Regions from separate parts of the Sus scrofa genome. Here all the other regions are linked to region 1. A link is a contact called in public HiChIP or PLAC-seq data. All regions are on one chromosome and are shown on one strand. Each heading gives the region's core, a stretch centred on a gene start, on an enhancer-like site or on the middle of the called end of the contact. The rest is flanking DNA. Distances are from core to core; before and after follow the strand shown. Region 1 has its middle 56 kb from the start of EMB. Region 2 overlaps PARP8 (poly [ADP-ribose] polymerase 8). Region 3 overlaps PARP8 (poly [ADP-ribose] polymerase 8).

The links. HiChIP or PLAC-seq counts read pairs in DNA pulled down with a chosen protein or histone mark.
Region 2: an H3K27ac HiChIP or PLAC-seq map of alveolar macrophages shows a contact between it and region 1. The contact joins two enhancer-like sites. A contact is called at or near these places in 11 of 47 Hi-C or Micro-C datasets (embryonic fibroblasts, fetal skeletal muscle, heart right ventricle and 5 more) and 1 of 2 datasets of contacts at active chromatin or transcription factors (alveolar macrophages).
Region 3: a contact with region 1 is called in an H3K27ac HiChIP or PLAC-seq map of alveolar macrophages. The contact joins two enhancer-like sites. A contact is called at or near these places in 1 of 47 Hi-C or Micro-C datasets (fetal heart ventricle) and 1 of 2 datasets of contacts at active chromatin or transcription factors (alveolar macrophages).

Annotation. Positions count from the first base shown.
Region 1 is chr16:30,224,692-30,227,428 of Sscrofa11.1, reverse strand. No RefSeq gene overlaps it. Among named protein-coding and RNA genes, the nearest start is that of EMB, 56 kb to the right of the region's middle. Within about 2 kb of position 1,363, at least 1 of the 83 cell types and tissues checked has an H3K27ac peak or open chromatin away from gene starts, as enhancers often do. A contact at or near this core is called in alveolar macrophages, where this site is marked.
Region 2 is chr16:30,409,912-30,412,648 of Sscrofa11.1, reverse strand. All of the region lies in intron 8 of PARP8 (poly [ADP-ribose] polymerase 8), which reads right to left. Among named protein-coding and RNA genes, the nearest start is that of PARP8, 110 kb to the right of the region's middle. Within about 2 kb of position 1,333, at least 4 of the 83 cell types and tissues checked have an H3K27ac peak or open chromatin away from gene starts, as enhancers often do. A contact at or near this core is called in alveolar macrophages, where this site is marked.
Region 3 is chr16:30,370,683-30,373,419 of Sscrofa11.1, reverse strand. All of the region lies in intron 3 of PARP8 (poly [ADP-ribose] polymerase 8), which reads right to left. Among named protein-coding and RNA genes, the nearest start is that of PARP8, 67 kb to the right of the region's middle. Within about 2 kb of position 1,424, at least 12 of the 83 cell types and tissues checked have an H3K27ac peak or open chromatin away from gene starts, as enhancers often do. A contact at or near this core is called in alveolar macrophages, where this site is marked.

The sequences.
Region 1 (2,737 bases), core at 114-2,613:
TGTGAACATGATAGGACTCTTGAAAATATCTGAATTCACCTACATACATTACAAAACGACGGTTCTTCTATTTATTGGTGATTAGAATATATTTATTTTTCACCCATATATATTTAAAAAGTTACAACTATCATGCCAGGTATTCATTCATTCAATCAGAAATAGTTCTTGGACACCTACTCCTTCCTAAGTACAGTGCTAGTTTGTGAGGATAATATGGTGAGTAAAATCGATAAGGTCTATTTGTACTCATGTACTTCAGAGTGTAATGTATAACAGAGGTTATTAATTTTATCTTCACTCATTATTAAACTGTGACAAGTGGTACAAAAGAAAATATTGGGCCCTAGATGAGCATGTCACAGAGGGACTTGATCTAATCTGGGAGTCCAGGGAGTCAATTTTGAGTTCATACATAAAGCAAGATTTATGCAATGGAATGGATGGAAGGATGGATGGGCCCATTTCACATTTCAGCACAAAGCAGGCAACACAAAGGTGTCGACGACCTGTGGACTATGGAACTTTGGAAGATCTAGAACATGATCATTGCAGTTGGCACGAAGGGAGCATGGAGAACCATGAGCCTGGACCTTTCTTTCAGGCACCATTAGTGTTTTGTTAAGGAGTTTGGCCTTGGGTAACTGTTAGAGGATTTAAGCTGGGAAGTGAAATAAGATTTATATTTTTGTACAGTTGCTCCAGACAGTGTATTGGGAGACAAGCATAGATCACCTCAATGTCCAAGTAATTTGTGTTAAAGCCTAGAGCTCAAGTCCAAATCGTTAGAAATGTCAAACTATTTTAAAATACGTTGCATCAACCTGACTATTTAATAATACGTTGAGATTGCAAAGTGTTTCAAATGCTTACTTGAGGGTAGTTATAAAAGCATAAAATGAGTAGTCTGTCACAATGTCAGCACTATTCTTTATTTCAAATTCAAAGGCATCCTAATTTGCATTCAAGGTGTACACACACACACACACACACATTTAGAGCCAGTAGGTTCTCTATTAACAAAAAATAAAGCAAAGTAAAAGCTCAATGGCAAAGCCTATTGATGCACAATGGCTTCCATACTTGCCACAGTTTCTATGCTGCCTGTTCTTCATGCCAAGAACAATTCTGAGTAGGTGAAGTACGATGTCTTTCCCCTTACTTGTGAATTACAAAGCTATCCTTTTGTCCAAATTAAGATTGCATTCATTATAAGACAAATCCTGAACAACTGAAAGAAATTCTGTAATACAATTCAAGAATTTACATGAAATCATCAATTACTTCTCTATTTTCCCCTTCTTCCTCTTCTCCTTTTTGTTCTCCTCCCCCTCTTGCTTCATTCCCTGGGGACTTTCCTAGTGTCATTTTTCCACTGAGCCCCAAACTGTGGATCTAGCGAGGCTTTCAGAACTATTCTGAGGAGCTCTTTGCTTAACAAAATTGATGTGCTCATTTTCTCCTCTTAATCTTTGACCCACTCTCTCACTTTTATTCCTCTTGCCCAGAACAATTATGTCCTCTTAAGGTGGGAGCTTCATGAGTCATTCCTCTCATAGATGTCAAAGAAAAACCATTTGGAAATTGGGAAATCCAATAAAGAAAATAACACAATCATAGTTACAAGCAATTATAAATACATTGTTACAAAGAAAAATGATTATTGATTAAAAACAAACAATGCTTTCAGAAATTTTACTCTTCTGGGAGGAAATCCACACTTTTTATGAATCAAAAGTGAAACTTCTTTATTACCAAATCTTTCCATCTGAAGCTCTTCAAACATTCAATAAGAAAGTAGTCTCAATAATCACATTTATAATTTAAAAAATGGTGGAAACTTAAAATTTTAAGATCAGAGGGTCAGTGATACAATTGGAAGAGACTAATATGTTCTAATATATGACCAAAGCAATTATTTTTATTGCACATTGCAAATGAAGTTAGGAATTTTTGCTAAAAATGAAAATAGAGACATAAACTAAAGCTATATTAAAGATTATAAGAGAACATGGAGTTCCCGTTGTGGCGCAGTGGTTAGTGACTCCGACTAGGAACCATGAGGTTGGAACCATGAGGTTGCAGGTTCGATCCCCGCACTTTCTCAGGGCTAAGAATCCAGGATTGCCATGAGCTGTGGTGTAGGTCGCAGACACGGCTCAGATCCACGTTGCTGTGGCTCTGGCGTAGGCTGGTGGCTACAGCTCCAGTTAGACCCCTAGCCTGGGAACCTCCATATGCCGCTGGAGCGGCCCTAGAAAAGGCAAAAAGACAACAACAAAAAGATTATAAGAGAACATAATAAAACACAAGTCAGAAATTTGAAAGCATACATGAAGAAACAGTTTTCTCAAGAGGCTAAGATAATCAAACCAAGGCAAAGATTAAAACAAAAAAGAAAACAAGCAAAACATCAGAAAACCTAATAGACTACTAGCACTTTAGCAGGTAATTTCATGGTAATGCCAACTAATAACTTTGTTCTGCTTAAGAAAAGATTAGATAGACTTCAAGGTCAAATGTTAGAAGAGACACATGCTTAAGGAAAGATTCTTCTGACCTATATTTTTTCTTTTTGCTCTTTTTTTTTTTAGGATTACACTACCTGCAGCATATGGAAGTTCCCAGAGCTGCAGCTGCCAGCCTACACCACAGCCACAGCAATGTGGGATCCCAGCTGTATCTGTGACCTATACCATGGTAAAGCCGGATCCTTAACCCACTGAGCAAGGCCAGG
Region 2 (2,737 bases), core at 84-2,583, 190 kb before region 1:
GAGGTCTAATCAGAGCTGTAGCTGCCAGCCTACTCTAGAGTCACAGCAATGCGGGATTCGAGCTGTGTCTGCGACCTACACCACAGCTCACAGCAACATCAGATCCCCAACCCACTGAGTAAGGCCAGGGATTGAACCTGCAACTTCATGGTTCCTAGTCAGATTCGTTAATCACTGAGCCACAACGGGAACTCCTCCATCTAGATTTTATGGTTTTGAAAAATAGTCTCCTCTTTGTTTCTTCCATCTGTATGCCTCCTGTCATCACTTTTTTCTGGTTTTCAGAGTCTGATCAGACTGTTTTGCCTAGGCTCCAGAAGCAGAAGCAGGAGCAGCAATATGCTAGAGAGGACATTATAAACATCCAATCCAAGATCTTCTGACAGGTCAGTTAGATGAAATGATGCTGTAGTAACAAGCATTCTCAAAATCTCACTGGTTTAACAGGAAAAAAAAAAAAAAAAAAGGATTCTTATGTCACTCACACCCCCTGGTTACTATGGAATCAGAGGAGAGAGAGAAAGCTACTCATTGTCTCTGAGGAGCCCCGAGTCATGGCGTCCTGAGGATATGGGAACCCCCACACCAGCACTTATGCCAACACTAGTTGTATGTCCACTGCTAACATAAGCGGTATGAAAATATAGTCCTGGCACATGTCAGGAGAGGAGAGCCAGAAGATCTGTTGAGTAGTCCTATTGACCCACTACTAATGGAAATCCAGAAATCCAGAGGAAGTGAACTGGTCCACCCTGATGTATGTGGCCTCTCTCTCTTTTTCTTTTCAAGGAGACATATGTTGGGGTTATGGGCCTAGATACAGTAGCATAGCTTCCTCAAACCTTAAGGAATCTTCAGCATGCCCTGACCTACAAAGCATCAACTTCAAAATTATAATCATCCAACCACCAAAAAGGTAATCAAAATGTAGAAGAGTCACAATCTTGTAATCTTCCAACCTATTTTAAGCATTAGTCACAATAAAAAGGTTAGACTATTACTCATATGCCTTCAATTTTTTTAAATGGATGATGGCATGACCATAAAGCAAAGGATACTTTATTTGGGGTCAAAGTTTGAAACATCATAAGCAAATGACCAGAATCATTTCATGCCTGCCCAGATGGGAATTTTGTGACTTGTAATTTCCTACCTTTCTAAAAATATTAATCTCAAGTTGCTTTCAATGGCACTGATCATTTTTTTAAAATAAATACATGATGTAGGAGCAAATTTATGATGAAAAACATAACCTCATTTTGTTGCATGATTCAAGATGAGACATATTCAGACTGATCAGAGGGTTAATAATGTTCCCCCAGAGACTAACTCACTTCCTGTACGAGAGCCTATGAATCAGAACTGTCATCAGTATTTATTAGTATGGTTCAACTCAGCTAGAATGCTTCTTTAGAATGACTTGGCCAGGTAGAGCTAAAATTACCTACTTAGATAATAAATTTATTATTGGTCACTTTTTCTATATCTTCCTTCAACCTACTTTAGGAGGGTTTTGCCTCAATGGAGGCAATCTCTGTTATTTCCATCTCTTACAGAAAATGTAGATGTGGTTAGCTGCCTTTCTCATTAGATGTCACATAAAAAAGAAGATACCAAATAGCCCATTATGCATATTGAGGTACTTTTGTTCTTCAAACTCCATTAAGTTCTTATAAACCTCAATTAAGTAAAAGAACACCTAATTAGAACAGTCTGTTTCCAATAGACTTGGAACTTTGCAAAGAAGATGACTCCAAGACCTCAGGCCTAACCGCTCTCTCCCATGTGTCCAAGCCACAGTATTTGAGACCAGACAGTAAATTCATTCTTATTTAAGTAAATCAAACTGGTTCTGCTGTTATTCACCTTTAGATCATGAGGCTTCTGGGAAGTTATTTATTCTGGGAACATCCTCTATAGTTAGAGAAAATCTAGACCACGCAAGAACATGGTTTGCATTAATTAAGACTTAAATTGAGCCAAAACTTATAAGTGAAAGAGGCAAGGGGGGAAAAATCCAGACCATTTATGACTTTTGAGACTTCACTTGAATAAAAGTCCAAATATTGATCTAATTTGAACAGTCCATAAATGATCAGTATTTTATTAATAACATAAAATACTAATAGAGAAGAATATAAGTACTTTAATATATGCTTGCTGAAGAAACAAAAAATATTCAAATATATATGATGGTATGACTGAGGCCTAGATATCAGGAAATATGTGTTAAAAAAAAAATCAATGTATGCTAAAGTGATCCTCCAAACAAAAATAGGTATTTCAAATAAAAAGCAGTTGAATTCTATCTGGCATGTAATGATTAATTATATCCCACAAATTTTTTTCTTTCATGAGGAAGGAGGTTAAATTACTGCAATTAAAGTTTTAAGCTTTTGAGCAAAGTTCAACTCAAGTTAAAAAATCAGTCATTGGAGTTCCCGTCGTGGCACAGCACAAACGAATCCAACTAGGAACCGTGAGGTTGCGGGTTCAGCACCTGGCCTCACTCAATGGGTTAAGGATCCAGCATTGCTGCCGTGAACTGTGGTGGAGGTTGAAGACGTGGCTCAGATTTGTCATTGCTGTGGCTCTGGCATAGGCCAGCAGCTACAGTTCCGATTGGACCCCTAGCCTGGGAACCTCCATATGCCACAGGTGCGGCCCTAAAAAAAAGGACAGAAAAAAAAAAAAAGTCATTGTTTTGGACTACTTGTTGATAGTCCCTATTGCCCTC
Region 3 (2,737 bases), core at 175-2,674, 150 kb before region 1:
TCTTTTAAGTCAGTCTGCTTCAATAGCATCCATTCATCAACTACACTCACTGTTATCTAAAACTGCAAGTATCAATGAAGCCTCTTCACTGGATGTTGTCATTTCACAAAGGCAACAAAGTGACAGCTTTAGAAATACTCATTAGAATTTAAAGGAAAATACTTAAGATAGAAGCCATATTTCCACCTAGAAAAATGACACAAAACTAATGAATGCGGACGACAGTCACATCTGCCCAGCTCCAGTCCCAAGACTTTCCTTCTCAGATATGCACTCACTTAAATAATATATACAAATATCTTAACCCACTCCAACAATCACAGACATGACTCTGAGGAAGCAATTCAAAGTGATTCTTCCATTGTGACTGAAAATACTACAAAACAAAAGAGAACTTCTAAAAGCACACATGAGAGGCTTTATAAATACAACAAATATTAAGTCCTTGAGAGAAATGACATTCACCTTCAGAGTGAAAAGAAGTATTAAGAAACTGAATTCAAAAATTGGTTCTCATCAGTTATTAATAGTCAGAACTCAACATCCATTCAAGCAAGAATAGAGTAAATGGCTACTGAAGACCTACTCTGTGCCAACACAGCTGTATTAAAATAGACAGGACCCTTGGACATGGGAAGTTTCTAGTCCATCAAAGGAAAACACAATGAAAATATCATCCAAATAAATGAAAAATACAGTTATGACAAATGATCTGAAGGGAAGACTACACAATAAACTAGAGTATGAAACAAGGGCCTGTGATTTGTTCACAGTGCAGGGGGGGCAGGGGGAGAGTTTCTTGGACAAAGTGACAACTGAGCAGAAATCTGTAGATGGGCCAACAGAAAGGACTGGAGGAATTTAAATGCATCTCATCATTCTTCAAGATGTTCATTTTCTAGCCTTTAACTTCCAAATGAATTGTAGAACCCAGATCTCTTCATGGGCAGAAATTGCATTTTATCCCTCTGTGTTCCTGTAGTACCTGTAGCCCCAGGCACAGCAGAAGATGCAAATCATAATCCACCTTAAAACACTTTGCTGAAAACTGAATGCAAGCCTGCAAGTAATGTTGATTACCTGAAGTATTTTACTTTTTAAAAGTACTGTCCATATCTACTGTTGCAATAACTTTGATCAAAACACTTGACACAGTCTCTGCACCAAGAAAAACAACACAAAAAGAGGGCTACGACTGGAGCTTTAGCCCTCTTTTCCAGAGGAAGCCAAGCCTGGTGGGAAGCAGCAGCAGCAGCAGCAGGTGCGGGGACTGGGCAAACTCCAACAGAAGGGAGTATGTGGCACACCAGAGCCAGAGCTGACTCACAATATGTGAGTCCGAATGGGCCTACAGCTCTCTGTACCAGGAAGTCGTGCAAATGTTCATTACGAAAGGGGGAAGTGGTCATAGAAATACTACAGCCCTGCTGATAGGGAGCTAAGGATAACATGATTACCAAAACCATTAACAGAACCATGCCCTGTCACTCACACAGCACTACCACAAAGTGCCTGTGTTTCTCTTACAACCTTAAAAGGCCCTGAGAAATCTGAGTCATTTTCAGTTATGACTATAAACATCATCCTTACCATAGCATGGGATTCCTTTGTTTTTAAAATGGAGAGCAGTTCCCAATGGCATACTCTTCTGCTTGTTTCCACAGAAAGAAATTAATAACAGAAACAGAGATGTAATATTCTAAGATGTGAATTCCCTCCCTCTCCTGTTTACCTCTACCTTCCCCCTCCACATAAAGGAGTCTTGCCTTTGGGGCAAGCAGAATGGCCTGTCTTCTGCCTTCTACGACAGATCTATGGCATGGGGACAGAGATGATCTGTCCACACAAGAGGACTGATCGGTGCCTCTTGTTCTCGCACATGACTAGCCTGAACAACAGGACCTCAGCGGTACTGCCCTTCTCGGAGAATATTCAGGACCCAGCAAGGGCTCCTGAGACTGGTGTGCAAACAGCTCCCTTGTAAGTTTTCCTGCACTGGGCAGAGGGAACTTTCTCAACCATCACTGTGCATCCACGCGAACTTCCTTAAATGGAGATTTGTTCTTAGGGGATTTTTTATTTTTATTTTTAATTTTTTTTTTCTTTTTACTGCTGTACCTGTGTCATATGGATTAGGTGTCGAATCACACCAGCAGCCACTGGTCTATGCTACAGCCTTGCAAGCTTGTGGCAACGAGGGATCCTAAACCCACTAAGCGAGACCAGAGATCAAACTCAAATCCTGGAGTTCCCGTCGTGGCACAGCGGTTAACGAATCCGACTAGGAACCATGAAGTTGCGGGTTTGATCCCTGCCCCTGCTCAGTGGGTTAACGATCCGGCGTTGCCGTGAGCTGTGGTGTAGGTTGCAGACGCGGCTCGGATCCCGAGTTGCTGTGGCTCTGGCGTAGGCCAGCGGCTACAGCTCCGATTCGACCCCTAGCCTGGGAACCTCCATATGCCGCGGGAGTGGCCCAAAGAAATAGCAAAAAGACAAAAAAAAACAAAAAAACAAAAAAACAAACTCAAATCCTCACGGAGACAATGTTGGGTTCTTAACCCACTGAGCCACAGGGGGAACTCCCCCAGGGGATTTTTTTTTTTTTAATTTATACATCATTGGCAATATATAATATGCTTTACAGTGGTTACTGATGCTAATCAGTGTGGTTAAGTGAGAAAAAAAATAGCCTCCCCTCTCAGATTGTGAAATCAAATCTTAGGTACTCAAATCAGTA